Regions from separate parts of the Mus musculus genome. Here regions 1, 2 and 3 are each linked to region 4. Evidence: chromatin contacts called from public Hi-C data. All regions are on one chromosome and are shown on one strand. Each heading gives the region's core, a stretch centred on a gene start, on an enhancer-like site or on the middle of the called end of the contact. The rest is flanking DNA. Distances are from core to core; before and after follow the strand shown.

The links. Hi-C and Micro-C count contacts between places; a contact is called where the count stands out from the background.
Region 1: a contact with region 4 is called in a Hi-C map of uterus, with 3 times the contacts expected there. The contact joins two enhancer-like sites. A contact is called at or near these places in 16 of 484 Hi-C or Micro-C datasets (the N1E-115 cell line, the NIH/3T3 cell line, adipose-derived mesenchymal stem cells and 10 more), 3 of 115 datasets of contacts at active chromatin or transcription factors (acute myeloid leukemia, embryonic basal ganglia and fibro-adipogenic progenitors) and 1 of 9 other capture datasets (embryonic stem cells).
Region 2: a Hi-C map of uterus shows a contact between it and region 4, with 1.8 times the contacts expected there. The contact joins two enhancer-like sites. A contact is called at or near these places in 1 of 484 Hi-C or Micro-C datasets (uterus), 1 of 115 datasets of contacts at active chromatin or transcription factors (bone marrow-derived macrophages) and 1 of 9 other capture datasets (embryonic tail).
Region 3: a contact with region 4 is called in a Hi-C map of uterus, with 4 times the contacts expected there. The contact joins two enhancer-like sites. A contact is called at or near these places in 2 of 39 promoter capture datasets (liver and second pharyngeal arch cranial neural crest), 3 of 484 Hi-C or Micro-C datasets (nephron progenitors and uterus), 1 of 115 datasets of contacts at active chromatin or transcription factors (acute myeloid leukemia) and 1 of 9 other capture datasets (embryonic trunk).

What each region holds. Positions count from the first base shown.
Region 1 is chr5:4,917,476-4,920,514 of GRCm38.p6, forward strand. All of the region lies in intron 12 of Cdk14 (cyclin-dependent kinase 14), which reads right to left. Among named protein-coding and RNA genes, the nearest start is that of Fzd1, 160 kb to the left of the region's middle. Within about 2 kb of position 1,751, at least 9 of the 459 cell types and tissues checked have an H3K27ac peak or open chromatin away from gene starts, as enhancers often do. A contact at or near this core is called in uterus, where this site is marked.
Region 2 is chr5:4,824,556-4,827,536 of GRCm38.p6, forward strand. The region is part of intron 14 of Cdk14 (cyclin-dependent kinase 14); the gene reads right to left. Among named protein-coding and RNA genes, the nearest start is that of Fzd1, 68 kb to the left of the region's middle. Within about 2 kb of position 1,611, at least 34 of the 459 cell types and tissues checked have an H3K27ac peak or open chromatin away from gene starts, as enhancers often do. A contact at or near this core is called in uterus, where this site is marked.
Region 3 is chr5:4,850,151-4,853,078 of GRCm38.p6, forward strand. All of the region lies in intron 14 of Cdk14 (cyclin-dependent kinase 14), which reads right to left. Among named protein-coding and RNA genes, the nearest start is that of Fzd1, 93 kb to the left of the region's middle. Within about 2 kb of position 1,256, at least 31 of the 459 cell types and tissues checked have an H3K27ac peak or open chromatin away from gene starts, as enhancers often do. A contact at or near this core is called in uterus, where this site is marked.
Region 4 is chr5:4,529,394-4,532,731 of GRCm38.p6, forward strand. No RefSeq gene overlaps it. Among named protein-coding and RNA genes, the nearest start is that of Fzd1, 230 kb to the right of the region's middle. Within about 2 kb of position 1,253, at least 101 of the 459 cell types and tissues checked have an H3K27ac peak or open chromatin away from gene starts, as enhancers often do. A contact at or near this core is called in uterus, where this site is marked.

The sequences.
Region 1 (3,039 bases), core at 501-3,000, 390 kb after region 4:
AACTTTCCTCCTACAACAGGAAAGTCCCCAGTAATGCTCAAGGAAGGCGTGAGCTGGAAGACTGTGCTCAGAATCCTGAAACATCTTCTTCTTCCATCGAGGACTGTAACCAGGTTTCCACTCTGTCCTGCTCTCTGCTGCATGAAAGCCCAGGCTGAGAAGGATGTCAAATTTGAAAGAGATCTTTCTACCCAAAGATGTGATAAGAACAAATAAAACCTGGCTATTTCTAAGTATACCACAATTGGACTCCTTTCACAGGACTCACAGGGGGATATTTCCCAAGCCATAATTTTTCAATTGCATTGATCACTCGCCTCTCACCCTGTTTTCATATTGCTATTACTGATCAGTAATTGGAAAACCCTTCAGCTAGTTCTCTTTATCACAGAACTGGCCCCAACCGTATGTTTTCACACAATCCAATTCTATCTGGGTTTGGGCGTTCTAGGACACGGTCCAGGGCCCACACAGTATCTCTCACTATTTGATCATCTCCCATTTCTTCTCAGCACTCCCTGTTTGCAAACTCCTAGGGACTTCCCTGGATGTGCCTGGTGCGCAGCCACACAACGCTTTGAGGACCCAAACTAATGAGTCATTATTATGAAGACGAATGTCCCCAGGAGCTGCTTCAGTGGTGTTTGAACAAGCAGGGGAGCTCTGGGGCCTTGAAGCCATACCACTCATGTGTGTCCAAGACCAAATATGACAGCTGTTTGCTTACAGGTTGAAAATGACATTTTCGAGAGAACAGAATGTGGTGAGAAACTAGACTGGCTCTACACATCCTTCTATTGCTGCACTGAAATCTGCACAAACAGGCAGCTGGTAATTGCAGCCATCCTCAAATTGTGAGAGGATATGATTCCAAAATGTCAGCTTTAGAGCTGACCACCCCATACTCCCTTACCTCAAAGCCAATCAATGATGCAGAGAATAATTTTCTTCGAAATATTATGAAGGGAACTCTCCAGGCACTAAATAAATTAAAACAACTACTTTGAAGTAAATAGAATTATAACAAAAGTCGTCAAGACTGAACAAAATGTGCGAGTGGATGACTTTTAGATCTGGCTGACTCAGCTGCTCCCCCTAGTGTCCAGACTGTGTTCTTACCTCACTGGATTGCTCTGCTGGCCAGGAATGTCCATCTCTAACCTACTTACTTCATAGCATATTGCTTTGTTAGGTACATTCTAAGTCAACTTCGAAGGTGTCAAAGTGGGAAAGATGATCTTTCTGCTTCGCGAGAAGGTGCTGATTTAAATCTTAATGATCCAGTGAGGTACCATAGCAAGAAAAACAGTAGAGTGCCCCTAACATAAATATACAAAGGGAAAGACTGTCCCTCCAAACACTCCTTCCTATCTAATGCTTTGTGCACGTATAGCACACCTGTCTAGCAGGTCATCTTTAAAATATGTTCTGGAGGTAAAACATCAAATTGGATAAAATATTCAAGGAAAGCTCAAAAACACAACATTGGGCTATTTCTAAAATTTCCAAATTAGGGCTTATGGCTCTGTTCGGATATAGAAGCCCAGCAGGGAAGTGTTTCCTTTTCTATTTTTTCACACCCAAAGGTAGCCTCACCATGGCCTTGGTATTTACTGCACATCTACTAACACCAACTACAACATTCTCAGGAAAAATCCAGTTGTGCTTCATGAGCACATGTATCACCTGCGGGACCAGCACTTTCGGGGAAGGGTGGGGACGAGCCTGGCCTGACCCCATTCAGTGTGCGTGGGCCTCGCCTTCCCAGCCATGAGCTCTATTTTCCAGATGTGTCTTCTTTGACTTAGTGGTTTGCCCTTAGTTCTCTTTTCAAAACGTTCAAACCTCCCAACTCGTCCAGCTGTTAAGAAGTCCCAAGGCAAGCAAATGCGCTCTTGGATTCGCACCCTTCGCTTTGCTGGAGACTGGATCCTAAGCCTTCTTCTCCAGCCAAAATAATAAAAGATCTTTTAAGTGGCTGAAATTCTTGGTGAATTGCACATATTTGCCAATGTCAGACAACTATAAATAGGGAGATTTACAAGAGAAATAGCTGAGTCTTCATAATTCCAGTAAAATAAAATGGACTATTTGGAACAGTTAAAGCCTAGGACATATTTTTATGAAATTCAGATTTATCTGCATTTAGCCCCAAATCCCCTTTAAGCAGGGAAAGCTTCCTGGATCATGCACTTTCGGTATGAGGAAACAAAAGGGCTTACTTTCCTTTAATGGTAATCATTAAACATTCTTAAACTGATAGTACTTAATTTATATTAAGCTTTTTAGTTTGGATATTTACTGCATCTTTTTATATCTTCTACCACAGCTCTATTATTATAGAATATTAAAAAATATCAGAAGGTAAAATCATGCTCATGGTCACTGATATAAGTAAAATCGCTGGTGTGAGCTAGGGCAGATGTGGTTCCAAAGTGGACAGGATTATTTGATAGCTATTTAGATTGAAGGTTCGCTAGCTCAAGAAGTCCCCGAACTCCTTGGCAGGCTAACACCTCCAGTAGCTTCCACAACTTCGATAATGCTACCTTTAAATAAACTGTTACTTAATTTTGTGCTTTAACTTTTTAAATATTGTTATTTAATTTTGTACCTTAATTAATGGCAAACTACTTTTTGGACTAGCTCATCATCACATATATTCCAAATAAATTCAATTATTGGAAATTATTTTGAATTCATTACTATAATACAAGAGAATGCAGAAATTGCTTCAGTTTATGAACTTCTACAAATTAAAAAAATCTACAAGGTAAAAATAGTTATTATTAGCATATATGCATTGTACAAAGTGATTGGATTTCATATTTTTATTAAAATTCATCATTACCCTATACATCTATATTATCCTTTCCTGTTTTTCCTGTTTTACCCAGACAGTCCTTTCTTCTTCCTGAAGAATCACCCTGTGGTACTCTTGTGTGTGTCATGTCATTCACATGCTCGTGTGTGTGTGTGTGTGTGTGTGTGTGTATGTAAAATCTAGATATAACAAAAAACACGCCATAATTATCCTTC
Region 2 (2,981 bases), core at 361-2,860, 300 kb after region 4:
CAGGGAAGTTTCTATGCAGTTTTCTCCCAGTCGACATGCGGCAAATCCATGGCTCACATTTCTTTCTTGAGGCTTCATCCTTCCTTTTTCCTTTGAAACACTGAGCCACTTCTGCATGCTCATGATCTGAACATCACTTCATGATATTTTGAGAAAATAAAGATTCTAAAAATGCAGATAGGGACCTCTTCAAAATTTCAGACATTAAACCCTTTCTACAATTAAGCAAAAGTTAAGGATATTTAAGAGGGGGGAAAAACAGACTTTGCACAATAAATCTATACTTTCCACATCTTTCATGTCTTTCTTTTAAATGATCAAGAGGAGGCTTAGGGTTTTGTTGTTGTTGTTGTTGTTGTTGTTGTTGTTGATTTAAGGAAACTAAAGTGTCCTTTGGAAGTCCCATGCAGGGATAGAGAACAGACAGATAACTAGACTCTGGTTTTCTCAGTGGCATGAGTAGCCTAACAGCCATGGCTTCCATATCCTTGAGAATGAGCCATGATGGAGAAGCATCAGGTGCCATACAGGGTCAGAGCCTCATCTACCCCATCGCTGATGGTGACACCAGTTACCAGATACAAGAATTAACACTGGGAACTGAATAGAAGCAGGCTCAGCAGGCCAAAGAGCTTTCTAGGCTGCTTATGTGGGAGACGCCTACCTCTCCACAGGTAAGATGCCTACCTGTTCACAGGTAACAGGCAGTCACTTAGGCTGCAGTTTGCTTCCCTCTTCTGGCCTAAAGGTGAGTGGCTGATGTTTAGTGGTACCTGAGACATAGCTCATTTCACCAGGATGCTATCTGCCCCTCTTCTTGATTCCTATTTTACAGACAGCTGTAGGCAGTGCCTCTTCCCATGCCTAAACATGAGTCCACTGTTGGGCCTCCAGACTTGTCGTTCCTGATTTCCGTGAGATCAAGGAAAATTACAAAGGAGGACTTCCTACTCATCTCTAGAAAAATATAACATTTCTAATGCTTGCTAGTAGTTCTGTCAGTCGTAGGGGGTGGATCAAGTTCTGAATGGATGTGCACTGCTTCACACGGGCACAGCCATGTCAGGAACCCCAATGTCTCAGCCCATGAGTAACATAGACTGAGAGAGTGAACTGAGTAAAGCTTAGACGGATGGTGAAGCCTTCCGTGAGGCTCTGAGTGTGAACACTGATACTGTGGAACGATATGTCCACCATAGCTTTTCCCCGAAGATATTCACTGCTGAAGACTGCTTTCCATACCGACGTTAGCTAAACCTGCCTCCTTATGCACCCGCATATGAGGGGAGATTCGGCACTACGTCAAGGGTACTTTGGAAGACTCATGTGCCACCAATCGGGACACAGAAGGGCAAAAGAGATCTGTCAAACAGGCAGAATTTTGGAGAAACAGTTTGGAGAGAATCTTACAAGAATGGAGGAGTGAGACAGCAGAATAAAGAGCAGAGCAGGATCCGAAGGCTGATGGATGGGCCTGGATGCTGATCCTAAACGCTCAAATGGAGGGCAACAGGGCGCCTGAGAACCCAGCTGGACAGGGTAGAGGAAGGGAAGGTCGGGAGTGCCGTGTGGCTACAGAGGCACGAATGCAAGGCATGTCTGTGACATAGACAGACAGTGTGCTGTTTTGGTCAGACCTCCCTCCCACTGGGCGCCACACCAACCCAGGCCTAGTTCTTAGCCAACAAAAATAAACATCACTCATAAAATTAATGGAAACAATCTGGTTTTCTCTTGCAATAGAAAAAAAGTTTTCTTAATTACTCTTTTTTTTTTTTTTTGTAAGCTTTGAATTGTGTATCTTGTAACTAGATGCAATCTTTTAGAAGTCGACTAGGCATTAGGGGTTTGTGGCATGAGTCTTAAGAGTTATATTTTCACTTGCTGCCTGTAAAATGGTAGACTCTGAAGAGCTCTCCCGCAGCTAGGGCAGTGAACACAGATCTCTCTCTCTCTCTCTCTCTCTCTCTCTCTCTCTCTCTCTCTCTCTCTCTCTCTCTCTTTCAAAATGCATCCATCCATTCCTAAATCTTTGGTGAGAGTCTCAATGCAAAATTAGGTTTTGCAATATGAATCTTATATTTGTATCCTTTCCTTAAACATAAAAGTGGTTTGCATTGATAGTCTTCTCCTTTTGTTTTTGTTTTTGTTTTTTGTTTGTTTGTTTGTTTGTTTGTTTGTTTGAAATTCTCCTTAAAATGGCGTGGCTGTTGGTAAGTGCTCTTGTGCCACAAACAGAAGCACACCAGCACTGATCTAAGAAAACAAGTCATAACTAGAGATAGATTTACTTATTCCTATTAGGAAGAATTCCAACCTCCTTTCTTGTTCCTCCCTTCTTATGTAAAATTAATACAATTCATGGCTTATTGGAAGGTACAGCAATGACGTATTACTTAACGGAAGGCATATCACAAGATCTAAGAAAAATGTACAGGGCAGGGAGGGCCAGGGATGGATAGATTTTCTGAATATATCTTGGTTCATAGGTCTGACTTCAAGAATTAATGTATTTCACCACACAGAAATCCTATTCTCCCAAGAGGGATGGTTTTCAAGGCTTCAAACTGAAATTGTGCATTCAGGGAAATTCTAAACATATTAGAATTTTTCCTGTTTTCTATAGCCTTGCCATCAATGGTAGAATTAATGTCTTTTCATGTGTTTTCTTGAATGCCTGCAATTCCTCACTACTTCTGTGTTCTGTGCCCATTTTATGCAAAGTTAAGAATTACTTAAACACAAAGGCAGAGATTCTGAGACATCTGACAGATAATCGGGCAACTGTTGAAGTGACAGCAAACGTTACACACTCTAGTTCTTGGGATTCCTGAGACCTCCATGGCCCCCATGGGCACCTACGTAAGCACATACCCATACACATAACTAAAATAAAAAACCAACTGTGTATAAAAATACACAGTAAAATGGTTCAAAATGAACACAGTTGGCTTGTGTTTGTTGTAGATCAACTGAGTAGC
Region 3 (2,928 bases), core at 6-2,505, 320 kb after region 4:
AGCCAGCCAGCCTGGTCTACCTGGTGTGCTCTGGGCTAAAGAGAGACCTTGTCTCAATTAAGGTTGACAACACCTGAGGAATTCATGTGAGATTGACCTCTGGTATCCTATACATGTGCACATACACACACATACATATCCTCACATATAGGTATATACACACATAAAGACTACTCCTTACAGAATAGCACTCCACTTATTGTTTATACAGAACATGCCAGAAATCACAGATATCAATACTACCTGCCCACAACCCTATAAGACTAACAAATAAGAGTGATGAGTACTTTTTTCATATCTAGCAAGTCTGAAGCTAAGTATTTGAGAGTATTTTATCAGTCATTTCTCAGGACATGTCTGTGAGTTATAAATTATTTGGATAAGGCAAGGGACCTACTTTCCGAAGGCCACAAAATTAATGTTTCAGAGATGTCACTCAAACCCAGAAAGATCATTTTGAAAGCAGAACTCCTAATGGCCAGGCTATAAGGCCTTAATGCTTCTCGAGTAAACAAAGTACTAAGATATGCCAAATGCATATACTATATAACATAAATCTCTGATGTGTCAAAAATAAAAATGCTGTCATTAACTGACAACAGCTTGGTAAGATCAGTATTACTAGTACTTGGAAATGAAGAGTCTGAGCTTTGGAGATGCTTAGCCACTTGCTTAACCATGGACAATAGATGTACAGTAAGAAATGATGTAGCTGGGATTTGACTCCAGATCTATGTGACTATGAAGCAAAGCCAGCAGCAGTATGGGATTTGTAGAGGACAACACACAGCAGGACTCCTGAGCATCACGGACAAAAGCTGACTATGGTCAAAGTCCATGTACTCATTAACCATGGTCTTAGTCAACAGCAGAGCATTTAGTGACAGTTTGCCTTCTGGGCATATAGTTCATTCTTCTTGTAGAGGGAGAGAGAAGACATAACATTGAATAGGGCAACCAATCTTGTGAGCGTTACTCCTTACCCTGATCTGAACCTGATTCTAAACTCTTGTTTCTATATGCTTCAATGCTTAAAATGTTTTGAACACTTAAGATATCCGGGTCTCCAGGATACAAATCAGTCATCCTGTCATACACAAAATATGGAAGCAACTGCAACGTAAAAGAGACGATACCATCCGAATGAAGGCTGATCCAAAAACACCATTTCAAACAACCAATGTTTCCTGTAATGCTACTTGTGTGCTCTCAGTTGTCTCTATGGCATTTTCATAGTGCTCAGTGTGGATCATGCCAACAGGCACTGCATAAAGGGCTTCCACTGCACAGGATGTAATGGGAACCTCACAGAAAACCATATGGCTTTTCACAATGGCTTCAAATGTCCAAAGGTACAATACCGAAAAAACCAAATCTTTCCAATATTAGTATACAAATAAATCAATGATGACAATGCTCTATTCTCCTTGCTAAATTTGTAGATAGGTTGGGGAGTGTGAACAGCTCCCTCTCTCTGGCTGATTTTCAGTTCAGATAACTCATCTTTATTCATTTCCTTTCAGTCACAATGAGCCATGTTGAGAGCAGCTGTAGGCAAAGAGGGGGAAAAGCTCTCTTCCCTCCCTCCTCCAAATCCTTGTCAAACAGTGCTTACAAAGAATCCATCTGGACTCAGTGCTGTGCAGGGCACCCATGAAATAGCAGAGGATGGGAGGGGGAAACCCATTTGTATCTAGTGTAGAGAATTAAAAGTCACCTGGATCTACATTTTGGGAGAAAATCAGTCTGATTAATCTCTGAGTTATTTGATGCAGTCAGGTAGAACCAGGCAACAGAGAAATTATACTTCATTAAATATAAACACAACCAAACCAAACCAAACACTAAAGGCGATGGCAAGGCTAGCATCAAGCAGCTATGTCTGTGAGGCCTGGCCGCCAGTTCCCATAAGAGTTACATACAAAGCTAGAAGATGAAAAATGGGTGTTCATAAGCCAAGTCCAAGACACAAACACAGGAAAAGGGTAGCACAAAGCAAGATCAAAGAGATGAACAGTGACAGTGACTGAGGTCTCAGGTCTTCAAAATCCTCTCCAGGATTAGGTAGCAAATGAATTGGGGGCTAACAGTTCCCTCCCTCCCTCCCTTCCTTCCCTTTCTTCTTTCTTTTCTCTCTCTCTCTCTTTTTTAAATTGGGTGAATAATTTTTTGTTTATTTTATGTTTTTGGATCAAACTTGGAGCTAGGAAGTAAATGCTTTTAACATTTTATTTAAAATGATTTCATCTGTTTTAATATGTAACCCCAAAGAAATCTTGTTTATAGATCGTTCTAGTACACTCCAATGACATAAAAATGGCTCCAGTTTCAAAGAGGCGACTTGGCAAGAAGTTACTGCATAAAATATTGCAGCCCTGTTTACTCCACAGCATTTTTGTTCATGCGTTTTTAATGGTTACATGAACCAAATGCTTAGGCAACTGTGTTCAAGACGATGATGAACGAGAGACAAAGATCTGTGGCGAGCAAGAACCTTTGTGGACGGCTTCCCAAGCTGCCTTCAAATATCACTGCATTGCAGAGTGAAAGGGTTTCCAAGCTGTGTTTGAAAACAGCCAAGGGAACACGGTGGCTACAATTAAAAAAGTTTTAAGCTAAAAAGAAAATTAACAGAAGAGTGGTCACAGAAAACTCAAAGCCCATTCCAATGTTGTCTCTTTTCTTAACTAGAAGTAGAGACGGTCTTCCTCCTGTCTCCTCTGAAGCCTCTGCCAGTTGGCACTGCTGAATGTCTGCTCTCCCATGATATGATCAGCATGGCTATCCTCTGTGACAGTGTCTCCTCTTTCTTTACTTCAGGGCTCCTCTGCTCCTGGGCTCTGTCTTCCTTGCTGCCCCTCTCACCTTTCCTGTTTCTTTTGCGCTCTGCCCTGACATGATTTCTTCGTTTATTCTGAGAGCTCAATT
Region 4 (3,338 bases), core at 3-2,502:
TTCTTGTAAGAGTTGCCTTGATCATGGTGCCTGTTTAAAGCAGTAAAACCCTAAGAGTACTTTTTATGTTTTTAGGCATCTTTCCAGTTTCCCTACACTAATTGACCATCCCAGGCAGGTTCATCTTCTTGGCATACCTTGTTCATATGACAGTGACTATTCAGTGTATTCAGGTTGTTATAATGATAGTCACATGAGTATATATGTCTAATACATTGACATATCCTGTACATTTTATAGTATGTAAATTAAATCTTGATGAAAAGGCAAGTAAGAAAAAAAAAACTCCCCTGGATATTTTTGTGTGATAACCAGATTTTTTGCGGGGAGGATTATTCTATAGAGATTTCCATTTTAAATAGCATTACAAACAATGAAGCTGTTAGGGATTTCAAATTAATAAATATTTATATTATTCTTTCATGAAATAGTCTCTTCATGATGCGAACCAGAAGAAGAGGCTGTTCAAGTCACATTACTAAACAATTAATTATGGGATGGGAACCACATTTCTTGCTTTTGTGTTTAAATTATTCTGTATAAAAAGGTACAGCACACCCAGTACATTAGTTTGGGGTTGCTAAAGCTTGTTGCCTCTAAACCTTCCTTTTGTCTGTAAGGAGCAATTTTCCCAATCAGGCAGATCCTCTCAGTGCCTAGATGCCCTGTCCTGACCACACAGCAAAGTAAATGTGAGCCCAGTTGGAACTGTCTTCATCTCTAGCCCTGTCCTGCTCCCATGTCTTCATCTCTAGCCCTGTTCCGGTCCTATGGCTTTACCCCAGTATTTCCCCAGACTTATTACTAGCCTTCTCTTCAAAGGAGGAGCCTTTCAAGCTTAACCTTTGAGGGACCAGAACGTCCATTAGCATCTTTTCTGAGGCATTTTCAATGGATGCTTCCAAAGGGTTTGAGTCCTCTTTGGGGCAGGACTCACCCATTTCTGACACAAGGGTGGGGCTAAACGTTTGCGGAGTGACTCTAGGCATTTGACAGCACAGAAGGAAGCCTCTTCCTTTCCATCAGCAACAGCTTGCAGTGTTGTGCAAGCTCTCTGACGCAGCTTCTTGAACTACAGAATTAAATCTGCAACCACAAAAGAAAGAAGCTGATTTCTCATGGCCCTTGTGTAATTTCTGAAAGTTTTTGGGAAGTCTCTAAATTGAATTTAACTGTTGAGCACAGGCTGAACTTAAAACCTTCGTCTGTTTTAAGTCGCCCTCCCTCTTATGCTGTATCCTCCCTCACTCAGGGGCTGAGTCCTAAGTGCTTTGGCTGTGGACATATGCTCTGCGTGAAAAGCCAAAAAACCCGAGGGGCTGAGATTACTGCCTGCATCACCACATTCCTTCTGTTTGAATTCACTCAGCTAAAACCGCTGAGTGGGGGTGAGATGCCCTGCACACAGCAGGGTTGCAAAGGTGGGTGGAAAGAACTTTGGCCCACAAGGAACGCCACATTAGTATTCAGTAAGGAAAACAGGAAGGTGGGAGGAACAAGAGACATTTCTCAACCTCTTGCCCCTAATTTCCTAATTCAGAGGGTGTCATCTGCATTCAGCAAGAAGCCAGACCCATGGTAATTAAGTTTCTTCCTGGCACTGGCCAGGCCAATTAGCTTCTTGGTACTCAGTGAGCCTTTCTGAATACAGGGGAGGAAAAATTTGTTTGTTAATCAGGATAACTGTTGTAACAAGCCACCTATAGTTAGGAGATATTTGAGAAAAGTTAGCTTCTTGATGACATCACAACTCAGAGACATGAAGAAACAATGGGTGGTGCTGTGTGTCCTCCCAGCAGTGTGACTTCTGGATGTGTGACTTCTGGATGTGTGACTTCTGGATGTGTGACTCTGCCATGATTTCTGCTATGTCCCTCCCTGCACTGGGCTGATAAATGGAGAAAAAGAGAGTTTATGGAGGACTACAAGGAGACCTAGGGGCTAGGTTGAGAAGTATCTTAGCATCACTTCTTTACACACCCCACTTGCCAGAACTCAGCATTTTAGCTTCAGCTGACTTGGCAGGAAGTTGTAAAATGTGAGTCCAGTTTTATGCCTTGGACCAAAAAGAAAAGAAAAGAGAGACTGAATCAGATCACAGTGTCTGTCATGCTGTGCAGCAGGGAGCAGCAGTAATAGGAACCCCACTTATATCAAGGCACTTAAATATCTCCTGACAAGTTTGAGAGTGTGTTCTATGATAAGCTTCCCAAGCAGTGTTGCTATGGTTTCTGTTAATGGTAGACAGTGGACCATCATTCTCCTGGCATCTTCATGACCAGTGATGATCTTTTAATCTACTCTGTGGCTATTGGCACCAGTTATGTGAATGTTTCCATAACATGGATTTTCTGTGCACCATGAAAATCTTATACAAGTCTTCAGTTGGTCAGGGGTAAGGACTCCCGATTCTATTACATGACTTCCACATAATTTTGTTCCTTTACTTCTTATCATTACATCACTAAGCAGTCAGTGCATGATTTTTTTCTAATTAAAATTTAAGATAGCAAAGATTAGTCATAAAATAATGCCCATGTTATAGTGTGATGTAAAGGGTCCTACCTAAAGGCTTACTATGGGTTGCGTATATTTGGTCTCCATTTAGCGGTACTAATATCAGAGGTTCTGGGAACTCAAGGAGGTGAATGAGACGTTGTTGGAGGAAGTAGGTTACTGGGGGTAGATGCTTGATGCTCCATCTTCTCCCCACCTCCTTCCTGTTAGCCAGGACACGAATAGCCTCCTCTATCGCATGTTCCCATTAGGTAGTGGTGTACCTCACAACAAACCCAGAAAGAGTCGGTAGTCATGGGCACAGTTCTCAAGTCTTGAGCTAGAATAGATAACTTCTCCTCCTAAGTGGTTCTCTCTAGTATTTTGTTCATGGAGATGAGAAATTGATAACGTCTCCCTTGTTTTTAACAGATCTGAAAACAGTCAGAGTCAGTGTCAGAAATGAGGTTCTCAGGAGGTGGGGTAAGCATGGAGAAAGGGGGACTACTCCCAGATCTGAATTCTGGGCAGCGGACTCAGCTGTGGTTTGGAGCCCCCAGCAGTATGGCAGGAGCTTCAGAAGGCCAGTGTTCTTGGAAAAGTTGGAAGAGGAAAGATTTCAGAATTGGAATTTATGGGTGTTCTTTTTAGCTATCCAGGGTTAGGCACTTTCACCTGGCCTCATCCTTCTTGCTCTTGATGTGATATCTGGGTTAAGAACTAACAACATTCTTAACACAACCTCCAACTGGATTCTCTTAGTTGATCCTGGTCTAAAATATATAGGCACAGTTTCAGGCCATCTCTGTCAAACTGCCTTGTAATTTTCTTGGGGTTTCTTT